Linked DNA regions of Larimichthys crocea: region 1 is linked to region 2. Evidence: chromatin contacts called from public Hi-C data. All regions are on one chromosome and are shown on one strand. Each heading gives the region's core, a stretch centred on a gene start, on an enhancer-like site or on the middle of the called end of the contact. The rest is flanking DNA. Distances are from core to core; before and after follow the strand shown. Region 1 holds the start of pex14 (peroxisomal biogenesis factor 14). Region 2 holds the start of ciroz (ciliated left-right organizer protein containing ZP-N domains).

What was found. A called contact is a pair of places that touch in the nucleus more often than the background predicts.
Region 1: a contact with region 2 is called in a Hi-C map of muscle, with 5 times the contacts expected there. The contact joins the promoter of pex14 here to the promoter of ciroz in region 2. A contact is called at or near these places in 3 of 7 Hi-C or Micro-C datasets (all in muscle).

Annotation. Positions count from the first base shown.
Region 1 is chrXV:18,757,394-18,760,093 of L_crocea_2.0, forward strand. It overlaps pex14 (peroxisomal biogenesis factor 14), which reads right to left and starts at 1,263. Exons shown (of 10, transcript XM_019254445.2): 1 at 1,074-1,263. The coding sequence starts at 1,109.
Region 2 is chrXV:18,487,903-18,490,602 of L_crocea_2.0, forward strand. ciroz (ciliated left-right organizer protein containing ZP-N domains) reads left to right here and starts at 1,387. Exons shown (of 12, transcript XM_019254443.2): 1 at 1,387-1,552; 2 at 2,403-2,518; 3 at 2,597-2,679. The coding sequence starts at 2,481. It overlaps tardbpa (TAR DNA binding protein a), which reads right to left and starts at 1,256. Exons shown (of 7, transcript XR_002041567.2): 1 at 504-1,256.

The DNA of each region.
Region 1 (2,700 bases), core at 13-2,512, 270 kb after region 2:
AGAGCGCCATCTAGTGGAGGACAGAGGCTCTGTGGATTTAATACAGCAAGGTTGGGATAGCATTTACAGTGAGCAAATCTATCCATCTAAATATATTGTTATTCATCTATCAACCTCACAGACTCATGCTACTGAAATTAATTCAACACTTGAGGTACATCTTATATTTGAAAGCCTCAAACCTCTAGCAACTTGTCAGTCTGGACAAGTCCATGATCATTTCCTGCATGCAACTAAAACTAGTTATGTAAATGTGAGATCACACTGAAACTGGCCATATGCACTGCATTAGTCTAGCTCTCTTCAGCCCAATTTGAGATTAACAGTAAAGGAAATAGCAACACACAATGGATACATGCATTATAAAAAAGGTATAGATATTTTTGGAAAGATATATATATTGCTCATGCACTATTGTTAGGCAGGTAGTTAGTAAAATGTTTTGTAAATGTTTATCATGCATGTGAAGCATGAATTCAGCTCCTCAACTTTGTTTCCTGCTCCACCTGTCTCTGTGTTTATTTGACACTAGGTTCACCTCTGAATGATTCATGTCTGTCCCATGCAGCTTTAACTCTGCTCAGCACAGTTTGTATGCACGTAAATGTAAATGTAGCGCACATGTAGCAGAGGTGTCGAGCTATATGAAGCATAACTTTCTATGCTTGTCAACAACAGCCAGGCTTGTTTGGCTAGCCGTGACCTTTCTACATTTCACCATGAACTGTGCACAACAAGACAGAGACGAGGCTTCATGGTCAGAGAGAAGCACGCACATTTGGTCATTTAGTAGGTAACAAGCCACAGCCGAGTTCTGGCAACGTGTGGTAAAGCACAGGAGTGTCAGCTTGGCCTTTCGTGTCTGAACGACACGATGTCTGAGAGGAAACTTTGGAAACAGCCAGGAGCTAACTAGCGTGCTAACTAGCAGGCATGCTAACCCTCCGCTAGCCGGGCTACAACAATAACTTTAAGTGAAATGGTTTCATCCGAGGGTCTGGAGACAGAAACACGCTCCGGGAGGTCACTGTCATGTGTGGACATTAAAAGGTGAAAGTTGTAGTTGCATAAACCTGTGTTGGTGGATCAGGTTGGTCGGTGGATGCCATCTTCTTCTCCTTCTTTGGGTTTTAAACTGCAGCTGTCCTCCGTGTCGTTGCATTTACTGCCACCCCCTGGTCTTCACTGCTTCATTATATTCTTTTAATTACTCCAGTTGAGATCTCAAATATCTCAGAATACATCTTCCCTACCTAGATTTCACACTTTTTTTCTTAATCTCTTACATGTTCCACTGTTTCCCTTCCTCCGCAGCTACATTGCCCAATTGGATGTTTGCAAAGAATTGTGTGCATTTATAATAAAAAGTGTACTGTTCAAATTGCCGTGTCCTGTTATTATTCTACCCATAATTACTTACTTTCTTACTTACTTATTTCTATCCTGCTATCTCCACTGCATCCTACCTCTCCTACTTCGTTTTGTATTTTATGTAGATGTCTCTCTCCCTTTTGTCTGATTCTCACAGTATTGTTGCCACTGCTTAATTAAAAAACTCTGTTTTTCCTCCCTCTGATTTCCTCCCACCTCCTCTTTTCTTTGCAATCTTGCTTCCCTTTTCCATTTCCTTGAATTTCTATATGTGCTGGAATCCACATGAAAACTATTTCTTACTCCTGGTGTGCTGACTGATCCAGTTTAGATGCTTAACTCACTTCAGATGACTATTTTTCTGCCTGTAATGTCTTCCACCCATTCTAATGCCAACAATATTGCACATAATTATACTGCAAATACACTTAAAAAGTTTGATGCTCACTTTGAAACTGTAATCTGATGACTGGGAATCACCACTGCTGCCCCCCTTCGTTCTGTTACTGGCTCTTTTGACCCATCTGTATAAATGTCAATATACTCCACATAATTTCTGTCTCTATATAAAACTCCTGGACTAGTTCTGCTGTTTCATTTCTCCCCTAATATTCCACATCTCCAAGTCTACACATGCTTCTTGTGTCATCCACTCTGGTCTCGGAGTCCACAGAACAGTTCGACCAAATTCTGTCTGATGTACCTTTAGTTGTTCTGCTACACGCTCCCCAACCCACCCAAAACTTGTTTTCTGCTCTTTCCCCCTTTCCCAGCAACTCTCCAAAACTTCTCACTATGTCCCTTTAGATGTATCCAATAATTAACTGAGTTGTTTCCTTCAGAGCCACAATGCAATACCGATGCAATCTTCCTATCCCTTGTTTGCTACTGTTATATGTTTTTACTCAAATGAATAAAAACTCATATTTCTAGAGAATCAATTGTGGAATGAAGAATTGATTTCACTTGACAAAAGTTAAAAAAAAAAAAGAAAGAAAGAAAAAAAAGTGATTTTATGAACTGATGTTTAGGTCAAAAGTTAACAACATTATTCATCATTTTGAGGACAAAGATAAAATAGTAAAATGAGGTGGTGAGATATTTATTTTGAAAGCCAAACCATTAACCTTCTTTTTTCTTCAATGACAGCATAAGAGTTATATACAGCAGTAGTGTATATATCTTATACTTTACTGTTAGAGGCTGCTCGACGCTCGATTACTTTAGTCTAAAGGATATCAAAGGTTTCCTATTCGTCATAGAAAGTGACTATTTTCCTCATTAAGTACAGTGAACACAACAGAGTTCATATGAAAACTTAATTAGATT
Region 2 (2,700 bases), core at 137-2,636:
CTCAAAAAACACTTTTTTAAATGTAGCCGGCTTCGTGCACGGGGGCACTGTCATATTAAAAACAGGAACGTCTCTTAATGTGGCAAATTTATGACATACATCCAGCTGAAATGAATGCAGCATAACACAACAAGCAACACAAAAGTACTCATTCAATTTTGGAGGCATCTGTGGTGCTGTTGAATTGTTTTGCACTATACTGAGAGTTATCCCAATATTTTACATTTATAACCAAAGATTTGACTAAACATATTGTACATTTATTTACATCTTCTACTATTATTTCTATACTTGGTTGGCAATAAATAAGCTTTTGTGATTAGAAACACTTGGACAGGGCTGACAGGCAGCAGTGAGGACAAAGAATAAAGCATCATTAGATAGCATTAGCATTAGTTAGCTCGGTGTACCTAGGTGTTTACCTCATATTTTTGGGGAATAATATCACATATTATGAAAGATGGGAACAGTTCAAGTCACGTAGCACCCACCACCTGCCTCACCTTTGGGGTAATTGACCACATAGACCAAGTTGCCCCAGTCGTTCTCGGGTGCATGCAGGACACCCTCCACGAGCCGGACCCCCCTCATGCACTGGGACTCCAGGTTCCGGTACCGCAGCCCGCACGCCCCTGGAAACTGTGCCGCTACCGACGACAGCAGAACAGTGCCGTCGTCCTCCGAGGGGATCTCCATCGGCTCTTCGCTTTCATCCTCAGCCACACGAATGTACAACTCCGACATGGTCTCTGAAGGGGGAGGGGGGCTGAGCAGCTCTGGCCCGAGTGCAGTGAGCTGACGGAGCTCGGGTTACGGGTAAACACGATGCACACGAGTTAGCGGCGGCGATCCTGGCTGAAGTTACTTCAGTTAGCTGGGTGACGCAACTGTAATGCAAGGGCAGATAAACAAGCTGTGTGCTCACTCCCCGACAACTCTACAACAAGTCTCCAGCAGCTAAAAGGCTCGCGGTCATGGATGTGTGCTCTTCTCCGCTCGCGGCACGCGTAAACAAGTTAGCCCGCCAGCTAACGAGCTAGCAAACTCGAGACAGCCTGAAAAATGAATGACCACACAGTTTCGCGCTGTGTTCATTGACAACAGACACGCGAGGGCTCCTCTCGTCTACGGGCGCGTTGCCGGAAAACTTACGCAAATAGCAAAATCGACAAGCGACCTTATCCCTTGAAATTTAGACACGAAATGGTCAAACTAGGATAATCTGTGCAGCCGTGCGGGGCTCACCTCTGCAACCTCAGGCTAGCTAACAAAATGGCTGCGCCTCTTCAAGGGATGACATCATCTGGTTGGGAGGGCGCACTGTTAGTTTTTGTGGGGGTGCCAAAAGTTAAAGTTGAACACGTTTAAAGACTAGATTAGACTTTAGATCACCGGCCGTGGCTTAACTTGTCATAAAAATAGCGTAAACGGTATGTGGTTAACTTTATTCGTCGTGTCGTGTTTGAAAACTTGCAACTAGCAAAGTTTGAAGCTCCTTATTCACCCTTTGAAGTCGAGACATAACGGTTCACCTTAAAAGCCCAAACAAAAGGTGCGCACTGAGAAATAATATTAAAAATATAATTAATTATATTGTGTTTAATACACTGTATAAACACTGTATAAACACAACATGATTAATATAGATAGATTTTACACATTATATGAAATAAATATAACGTATTAATATATTTATATTAAATAAATATTATAATATATATTTATATAATATATGTATTTAATACTGTTGCCCATACAATTGGAATCAAATATATTTTTTTACCTCTTTACCTCATGAAATAATTGTGACAATGTGATTTATTCTTGATAGATAAAGTAGTACCTTTATCGATCAGTCTCTTTATGGTTTTCTCTCTGTAGTATATTAGTTTAGTTTATATTATATTCTATATTTTTGTCTTTTTATTTTACATTGACACACATATTTTGTACAAATTGTTCAAACCCTCGACTATTATTTATTTTTGCATACTAACTGATAAACATAAACTTTCTTATACTTTGCTATTACAAGAGTAAACTTGTATTATTCCTTATTGTTATCAACTTTATAACAATGCCTATAAGCTAAATTTTTATTTAAAATTTTAGTGGAGACCCCTACATTTCCAAAAAAAATATGTCAGGATACTGTGGCATGGCATGAGATCATTATTAAATTATTAAAGCTACTTAAGATGAAATAAATGAAGCAAACTGGGTTGAAATCATCAAAAATTATTTTATGAAGAAAGCCTTGACAAATTAGAGGCTCTACACCTACCTTAAACCCTTTTTGTCACACATACTGGAGACAGTGATCATTCTTTGTGACCTTTTTTGTCACTTGTTTTTAACGTGTCAAAGCAAACACACCTGTTTTGTTTTTTTCCCCTCCCCAGTGACATCATCCCTCTAACTGTACCTACAAATAGGTTAGGGTCAGAGCGCACACGGGTGTTGTCATCAGTGGAAGAGGCATGGGTCAGATAAGATTTGGCATCCTACTAAGAGCTATGTGAGTAGAATAAACTTGTACATAAAGTATTTTCACTGTTTTCCAAATATAAGCTAAATTTTGTATTCTTTTCTACAGTCTTTTACAGTGTTTTGTCACAAGGAATGTGTTTTCCATTCAGAAAAGAGAATGGATTGATGCCCCAACCACAACATTAACAGGTAAATCTACAATATGTGATG